Linked DNA regions of Mus musculus: region 2 is linked to region 1. The links are chromatin contacts, called in public Hi-C maps. All regions are on one chromosome and are shown on one strand. Each heading gives the region's core, a stretch centred on a gene start, on an enhancer-like site or on the middle of the called end of the contact. The rest is flanking DNA. Distances are from core to core; before and after follow the strand shown. Region 1 has its middle 13 kb from the start of Gm43700. Region 2 overlaps Gm7854 (predicted gene 7854).

Region 1 (4,364 bases), core at 1,058-3,557:
AAAGAAAAGAAAAGAAAGGAAAGGAAAAGAAAAGAAAAGAAAAGAAAAGAAAAGAAAAGAAAAGAAAAGAGAAGAAAAGAAAAGAAAGCTGTCATCGGCTAAGGTGCATGAACACTTAATTGCAAGATCAGGCTATAGACCCAAGTTGGTTAGCCCAGGAATGACAAGGTTGGAAAGCTCTAAGCTATTTCCTGCTCTGATATTTGCCATTCTGTACTGTTGTGATGCCTGCTTTCTTCACAACTACGCTCTAGCATTAAGTGAAAACCTGGTAAACATTAAGATCGATTCCACCTACAGATACTTAAGTTTTCACACATTCAAACAATGCTCTCCTGATTCTTAACTATACAGGATTATTTCTAACTAAAAATTAAGGTTATTTGTGGTCTTTGGGGTTCTTAATGATTTCTGTGCTGATTTTTCTTATGTAAATTAAGAAGTTTGTACTGATTTGTCCAAAGCCCCACACAGCCAGAGATAGGAGTTAAAACATTTAAGTGACTTATCCAAGGTCACACGTGGAACCAGTGATAAACAGGATGTCAGGTGGGCTGGTTTCCAGTGCTGTGTCCTTTCTCTGCACCTGGTTAAACAGAAACTATGGTCACATGTGAATGTGTTGTTAAAACAAACATCAGCTCTGTGGCTGGTTTGACTTCACTCCAGTGTGAAGGAACTATTGGTTTTAGTCACTGCTCCTGGAGACTGTGACCATCAGCCCTCAGAAAACACTGGGCCCAGGTCATGAGACTTGCTTGTCAAGCCCTGAAACACCTAGACTCAGCAAAGCCTCAGGGTTTACTAGCAGAGAGGTCTTTGTTGTTATGTGATCTGCAAGTGGATAGTCATTGCTTTGGTTTTTTGCTCCCATCAATAAACTTGTTCCTCTGTCTCTCAAAGTTTGACATTTCTAGACAGCCAAGAGCATGGATGCATTCACTCCTGCCCTCTGCCTTCATCTGGGCCATGCCTTCCTACTACTGTCTCTCCCTTAGCCTCCAACTCAATGAAGCCTACACTCAAGGGTTAGACCCAACTCCCAGCGTTTTGGGAATACAACAAGTGAAGTGTCTTTGGGTCACATCTAGACACTTCTATGTGACAGAAAAGTAGTGACATTGTTTCTACAAATTTTTAAATGAAAACCAGAATCAATACTCATGGGGTTGTTACTATTCATGCTGAGATGAATAAATGGGAGGAAATATGTAAAGCAACGAAAAGGACCTCCAATGTAGGAACTGGGCCATTCAAAACATTTCTCTGCCACTAGAGTGAGAGTAAACACTGTATGCTGTGGTGGCATATGCTTTCATAGTTCTATTAGATAAAATGCACAACCCAAATGGTATCATTGTATTTGATGTGTTCCAAACAAACTTTTGTTTTTGATGTTTTAAGGTTTCAGTATATAGCCCACAATATATGACCACTCTTGCCTTTGCCTCCTGAAATGTGGGGACTAGAAGTGTGTGCATCATGCCTGGCACCAATAAAAGTATTTATAAACTGGCCTAGATTTGCTTCCATCACTCCATCACTAGGCTCTTGGGTCCTAGTAGCAGGTTATAACTTGGCTTGCCCTTTGTATTTCTCTGTTGACAAGTATGAATGAGGCTATCTTTCTGCCAGCTCTCACTTGTCTTCCTTTTCCTTCTGCAGATACATACTCATACAGACATCTCTTCTCCCCAGGCCCCAGGGTACTAAAGAAAGGACACAGGAGAGATGCTCAAAGCATTTGATGGAATGAAATCATAGAGGTTTCACTATTTTCCAGACCCAAGTGCCTCAGTTGCAGTGGTAATGGCCGTGACACCAAAGAAAAAGATCCTGGTACCCAGGACCAAGGGGTGTGCTCCTGCTGCCCGAAGAAGAGGTGTACCTTGCAATAAAAATGCAAAGACTGGCCCATAGGTAGCTGTCAGCAGCAGGGTTGATGGGTAGCTCTGAAGAATTTCATCATGCCAACTGCACTGTGGTCTCCACTGACAGCGAGGAGACTCATCTTTTCCTGTCTTTTGCAGAAGCCAGTGTTTGAGACCCTGGGCAGCCGCTCATTTCAGAGACCACAGCTTGATAAAAGATGGACAGAAAGGGAACCAAAAGCAAAGAGGATAGTGCTGGCCGCATGTGTGTGCCAACTCCGAAATCGAAGTGACCTGCTGGGCTCCTGCTTTCCTATCAGATTTGCTGCCACCCTTTGGATTTAGAATGGGAACTGGACTCTTAGATGTTGCTAGCTGGAATGGCAGTGATGCGGTGACCTGCCTGGCAGTTATTTTGCTGATCTCAATGTCCTGGCCAGAGGGCAAGATAAAAAAAAATCAAGCTTTCTTCTCTTAATCTACTGTGTTGCACCAACTGGTCTTAGCAGTCTGTTGCCTGCCAGGATTGAAGTCCTCTCAGCTAGTTTCAAAAGCTCAGGGAAGGGCCCAGAAAGACCAGGCGAGTCATCTGGTCACACCACAGGGTACTGGAACATAGCCAAAGACCCAGGAACACCAGAGATGAATGTGGGTGAAGGGAAAAACAAAAAACAAAAAACAAAAAACAAAAAAAAACAACAACAACAACAAAAAAACAAAAAACAAAAAACAAAACCCTGGAGTTCTTGGCAGGGGAAGGGAGCTGGATTTTAATCTTAGACCTCTATGGTTGAAATACAGGACTCACTCTATAAACGAAAGATTCTCTCTCACCTTCTCTCTCTCTCTCTCTCTCTCTCTCTCTCTCTCTCTCTCTCACACACACACACACACACACACACACACACACACACACACACACACACACACAGACAAACAGATATAGACACCCTCCCCACAACCTTCCCACACACACCCACCACTGGAAGATTCCTGCATGGGTATCCCTTGTTCTGAAAATTTCATACATTGAGAACTAAAACCTCACTAATATCTTTTAATGCTATTTAAGAAGAGAGGGCACTTGGAAGTGACTGGCTCAAGTGTTATGTTCTGAGTGACATGGACTCGTGTTATTATAGGGATAGCTTTGTTATAATATAAGACTCTGACATTACCTTGCCATGCAGTGCCTGCAATAGGTTACGACACAACAAAGCTTGATCAGGTTTCAGTGTCCCTACATCTTAAAATACATGAAATAAATGAAACCTCCATTCTCTAGCCTGGAATACTCATTCTTTGCATCAGGAAATGATATATTCACACTTGTAAAGTAAGGATAATGTCACCACTCCCTCTAGTTCTCTAAAAGTGATGTGGCATCATGAATTGAAAGCTCCAATCCTCAGAAAAGGCTGATTTTTTTTTTTTGCATGTGTGTGTGTGTGTCCCTTTATTGTAGCCTCATTACACAGTACAGACAGAACCAATTATCAAGACTCCTGCAGTGTAGACCTAACTCTTCCAGCCTTAGCTCTACGACCTCATGCTGGGAACTGCTTCCCCAGGGTGTCCTTACCTTAACATCAAGAGGGGAGACCAGATTCACTCTTTCTGCTCTACTATCCCAGGCTCCCCACAGGGTAGAAAAGACTTGCCACAAACCACAGTCTTGTAGAGATTTGCCTTTACTACCCCAGCTTTAGAAAGTAGAGGTCACAAGTAGATACATTAGAGAAACATGGCAAAGTCTGGGCTCACTTTACCACTCATTAAGTTTTATTGCAAAGTAGTAAAAGAATCCTTCCAACTTTGTAGCCCCTATCCCTATCACCATCATTACCACAGTAGCGGTAGTAAATATTCATTAACTGCTTCTCAAACTGTTTCATTTGACCCCTACAAACAACTCACAAAGCAGATACCATTATTAACACCACACAACAGATGAGGAAATAGGACACAGAGCAGGGATCCTCGCCAGGGTTATGTAAGCTTTGATCATGGTGGCTTGACTTACCAGTTAGACTTGTGGCCATGCACTTACTTGGCAAATGATGTCAACAGATCAAGCCACAGGCTATAGAACATTGGGTAGAGAACTTGGGTGAGTGTCTGTCCAGAGAGCAGGCACGCAGTGTTCATCTGGTGCCCATCCCTGGCCCACTGAAGGCCAACACCAAATTGCACAACTTTTCTAGGCCATGAAGTCCTAGGTTGGCTGGGACATGAGAGGGTCATGCAAGAGAGTTCCATCTATAGTCAGGCTTAGTTGGGTCAGGGTGCCTCATGGATGAATGCTAGTACCATGTAGCCAAGGAAATGCATTGGCTGTACTTGGTGGTGCTAGAGAATGAAGGGGAAGGCTATGGTCAATAAGAGACATGGAGTAGTTTATGTTCAAGGAGAGATGGAAAACAGAAAATTTGGTTGGCTGGTAGAACCTTTATAATGCTTGGTTTGGTATTAAAAGAAAAACTTCATTTGCAG
Region 2 (4,364 bases), core at 1,185-3,684, 170 kb before region 1:
ATAGAAAATAAAGGCAATTCAAATATCTAGTTGTCTTCTTTATTCCTTGTTTTATTTTCAAACTCTATCACTCTTCCATAATTGAACAAATGAATGAATGAATGAGATGCTGTGAATGGTGTCAATACATTATGTACTTGATAGCTAAGGGAAGAACAACCCTGGAACCATGTTTTTCCCTGGCTTGGCTAGCTCATTATTGGTTGGTTGGTGGAGAAAACTAGGTCTTGGTGGCTATGGGGAAGGGAAAAGGAACCACTCATATCTATAGTTCTTCCTACAGAAGACAGTCATAGGTAGCTAGTTTTAATTTTGTAAGACCTCAAAAAATAAAGAAAAGACTAAGCCAAGAGTACCTAAGGGAGCTCCACATGGTGTTAAGGTTCATTCATAGCAATATTTAAGTTCTACAAGCATTTCTTCACTGTCTTCTTGCCTGGTACTCTGCTAGGCACCGATTGTACAAAAGTTAAGGAAGGGTGTATGTCTTAACTAGTTAGCTGTTGTTTTTGTCAACTTGTCACAAGCTAGGGTTTCCTGAGAGGAGGAGATTTTAATTAAGAAAGTACCTCAACTTATTGGCCTGTGGTGCATTTTCTTGATCAATGATTGATGCAGGGAGGGCCTACCCTACTCTGGGTGATGTCACTTCTGGGTATGTGATCCTCCCCAAGTTACTTTAATTATGGTGTTTATCCCATAGATAAAATTCCTAACACACACACAGTGTTTAAGAAATACACTTCAAAAATATCTTTAGTGAAGTAGAAGGAATATATTTTACTGAGGATAAATTATTTGAAATTACTACTATTTATTTTGATTTTGGTTTGCTTTGTTTTGATTTTTTTTGAGACTGTCTCTCTACTTAGCACTGACTGTCCTGAAACTCACTATGTAGATAGAGCAGGCTGTCGTCAAACTCAGCCTCTGCCTCCAGAGTGCTGGGATTAAAGGTGTGTGCCAGCTATTTGTTCATTTTGACCTAACCAAAAAAACTTATTCATATGGCTTTACCTAAGAAAATGTTAATACAGGTAAGAGACAGTGATTCTGGAGAGATTCATTAACCAATGAAAATGACTCAGAGCCAGCAGCCATTGAGCCCATTGGGGAAGGACAAGGAAAAGTGAGTAGGTAGATAGTGACAGATAAGGACCGGGTTAGTAACTGTATCAACTGGAGTGAGACTAGGGAGAAAGGCAAGGTGTAGGTGGACTTTGGAAAGAAACCTTAAGCTTTTCTGTATAGATATCTAAGAGATGTGGATGAGGGTAGAAAGGGGCCTGAGGCTTTTGGGGAAAGTTCTGTCAGATCAAAAAGACATAGTTGAGCAGGCAAGTTAGGCTGCTGGAGGTTTTCTGAGGCTGGGGTACTCTGAATGCATGCACACAGGCTGGGAAGTAGAGCAGAACGTTCCACACAGGCAAAGGACTACTTCTGAGGGATTAGTTGAAAGCCGTAGAGGTTAGAGAGAGAAGGTTCTCATATAGTATCCTCAGTGGTCCTTGTTGGATCACACACCAGATTTCAAGGAGGGTTGCTGAGGTTCTAGACTTCATGCTCAGTGCCACACAGGTATATCTCCACTCTGTCCTTCATCATGGCTCAAAGTGTGGGTGCTGTTGTTATCTGGATCCTGAACCTGCTCAAGGTCACAACTGAACCTAAATATAAGTGTATGTCATGGGATACCAAAGACTACCAGGCAACTATGTAATAAGTTTAATTCGATGGATGAGTCAGAGTGACTTCCACTTGGTACTCTGCAGCTTAGAATTACTTTTTTAAAGACATTGATGCCTTCCAAGTGACTTCATTAGCTGGAACAAGAGGCAACATTGATAACCATGTTTGGTTAATGACAGCTGGAATTAAGTGAACTCACATAAAGACACATGGTTTCAGCCTGGTCTACAGAGTGAGTTCCAGGACAGCCAGGGCTACACAGAGAAACCCTGTCTCGAAAAAAAAAAAAACAAAAAAAAAACAAAAAAAACAACAACAACAACAAAAAAAAGACACACAGTTTATATGTGGCCAATCCACCATCTTTGGAGTTACAGCTCAGTGACCCTGTGACAATTCAGTCTTGTCACTTCTGTTGTATCTTCTTTGGGCCATGGGCTGGGGGAGAAGCTCCTGAGCAGAGCTATGGAAAAGCTTTGGCCCAGCAAACACATTTCCTCAGTTCTTAGCTTTATGCTGGTAAGACTCTAAGTGCCCTGTCAAACTCACTTGTGAATTCTAACATGGTCTCTTTTATTAATAATCAAGAACACTCAAAATTCAGGCCCAACCTACATGGAAAAAAAATGATTGGGTTTTGTTTTTTTCTTTTTAATTGTACCTGTAAACAGAAGATAGTGTATTAACTGGTTATTCATTCATTCTTGCTGGGGACATAGCCTGGAATGCCTCTCTAGGCACAATGCCAGGGGTCAGTCTGCAGCTCGCAGGCCTCAGCCTGAAACCCTCTGTAGTTCATTTACTGGAGTGGATAAGCTGTGGCATCTTAATAGGGAAATGGAAATGAGAAAGACAGGTTCTGCACTTCTGTAGAAATTTAATCTAACCCACAACCACTCACAGGCTTTTCGTTGATAGGAGAGCCTCACGAAAGATTTTAAAAGGGACCAAAAATGAGATTGATAATAAGCCCTCCCCCACTTTGTGTTCACCTAATTCTTGTGTAGAAAAAAAAATCCTGTAAGTAGATCTAGCATTGGTTGAAACGTATGCATCTTAGGAAGGACTGTTTTGAAGATTTCTCAGACATTATGCAAGGTTGGCGTGTCTGCCAAGTTTCTCCATTGCTGATAGAGAGCATGAAGCCGCTGATACTGCAGAGGATTCAAGGAAGAGGAAGGTCCTGTTCTGTAAGTTTAGCTTTGTTTGTTCATGTAGAAGGAGAAATTATATACCCCGTGTGGCCAGTATACCTTGTCCTTTCCCGTCTAAGTAAGATAGGGCTGTTGGAACTAAGGCACTTTACTAATGCTGGAGTAAAAGAGGAAGGAGTAAAGAAAATTAAAGGAAAGTCAGCAAATTTTGCCAGCTGAGCTAACAATTTGTAGTAATGTAAAAGGTTGACTTCCTTTGTTCTGTCTTCAAGGCACTTAGCCCACTTTGCAAGTCACTGTGACTAATTCTGTGGCAGTCCTCACTTCACAGAGGCAATTGGGGATGGGGGAGTGGACTTAGAGCTCACAAAGGGTCCTCAGAGCTCCAACCCTCACTCCCTAGTGCTAGAACCCCAAACTGGTAAGGCGTTGTGTGATGGCTATTCCCAGTTGTCAACTTGACTATATATGGAATGAACTACAATCCAGAAATGAAGGGCACACCCGCGACCCAGATCTTGAGCCTGGAAGACATGTGCTTTTACTGGGATGATCCGTGCTTTTGATCCAGATCTTGAGGTACAGTGGCCCTGAAAAGCTTTGGCTCAGGCAAGGTGATCCACGCCTTTAACCCCAGGACACAGAGACAAGCAGATCCCCCAAGTCAATGAAGTTAAATTAGTCAACTCCATAAAGGACTCTGATGATGAAATAAATATTTACAATAAAGTTCCTGAAATATATAGTTCGGTAACCGAGCTCTTGCCTACTAGCAAGTGCAAGCTGTGACTTTGACCCCAGCACGGTGAAAAGAAAAGTAAATAAACAAAACAGAGGTCCCTGGGCAGAGGTCAGGGGATAGATAAGTAGGTAGGTACAAACAAAAGACTGACTTAATTCCAGCCTCCGGGGGTGGGGGAGGGGGAGCAAACAGGAGGGTGTGGTGGGACAGAAAGGAGAACAGCTTGAATGGAACTCAGGTATGAGGAAGGTCATTCAAGCAGGCTGGAGATGAGGAAGGTGTGCCAGAAAAGAGAGGGATTCATCCCTGAAGATCCACCTCCAGGAAAAACAATTCAACATAGCATCTCATTTCTTTGTGCTCATCATAATTTTAAAATTTCCTTCAACCTGTTATACAGCACCTGAGACTGAGGTTTTCACAAATACTATATACCTTTCCTGATGTAACTCATACTCTCTTATACCGCATCCTGGAAAAATCAGCATGCAATCTTAGGCTACAAGAGATAGATACATTGTTGAAAGTTTGTTGACTACTTGTTTAATTGGCATCACATTATACGTATATAATTTACAATATACAAATACGATATGCCTACATATTATTACATGTACTACTTATTATGGGTTAGCACTAGTTGCTGGTTATGCAATAGAATCCCACTGGATGCTTATCAAGTTTGTTATCAAGCCCACTTTAAGAAATTTTAATTTAGGTTATTTGGGTGGAGCTTGAACATCAGTTTTTCAAAAGCTGCATAGAAGATTATAATATTT

The links. Hi-C and Micro-C count contacts between places; a contact is called where the count stands out from the background.
Region 2: a Hi-C map of liver shows a contact between it and region 1, with 4 times the contacts expected there. The contact joins two enhancer-like sites. A contact is called at or near these places in 1 of 39 promoter capture datasets (liver), 15 of 484 Hi-C or Micro-C datasets (the 3T3-L1 cell line, the HL-1 cell line, cerebellar granule neurons and 7 more) and 1 of 115 datasets of contacts at active chromatin or transcription factors (hepatocytes).

Annotation. Positions count from the first base shown.
Region 1 is chr5:43,049,129-43,053,492 of GRCm38.p6, reverse strand. No RefSeq gene overlaps it. Among named protein-coding and RNA genes, the nearest start is that of Gm43700, 13 kb to the right of the region's middle. Within about 2 kb of position 2,307, at least 31 of the 459 cell types and tissues checked have an H3K27ac peak or open chromatin away from gene starts, as enhancers often do. A contact at or near this core is called in hepatocytes and liver, where this site is marked.
Region 2 is chr5:43,217,016-43,221,379 of GRCm38.p6, reverse strand. The region is part of intron 1 of Gm7854 (predicted gene 7854); the gene reads left to right. Among named protein-coding and RNA genes, the nearest start is that of Gm46911, 8.3 kb to the right of the region's middle. Within about 2 kb of position 2,434, at least 51 of the 459 cell types and tissues checked have an H3K27ac peak or open chromatin away from gene starts, as enhancers often do. A contact at or near this core is called in hepatocytes and liver, where this site is marked.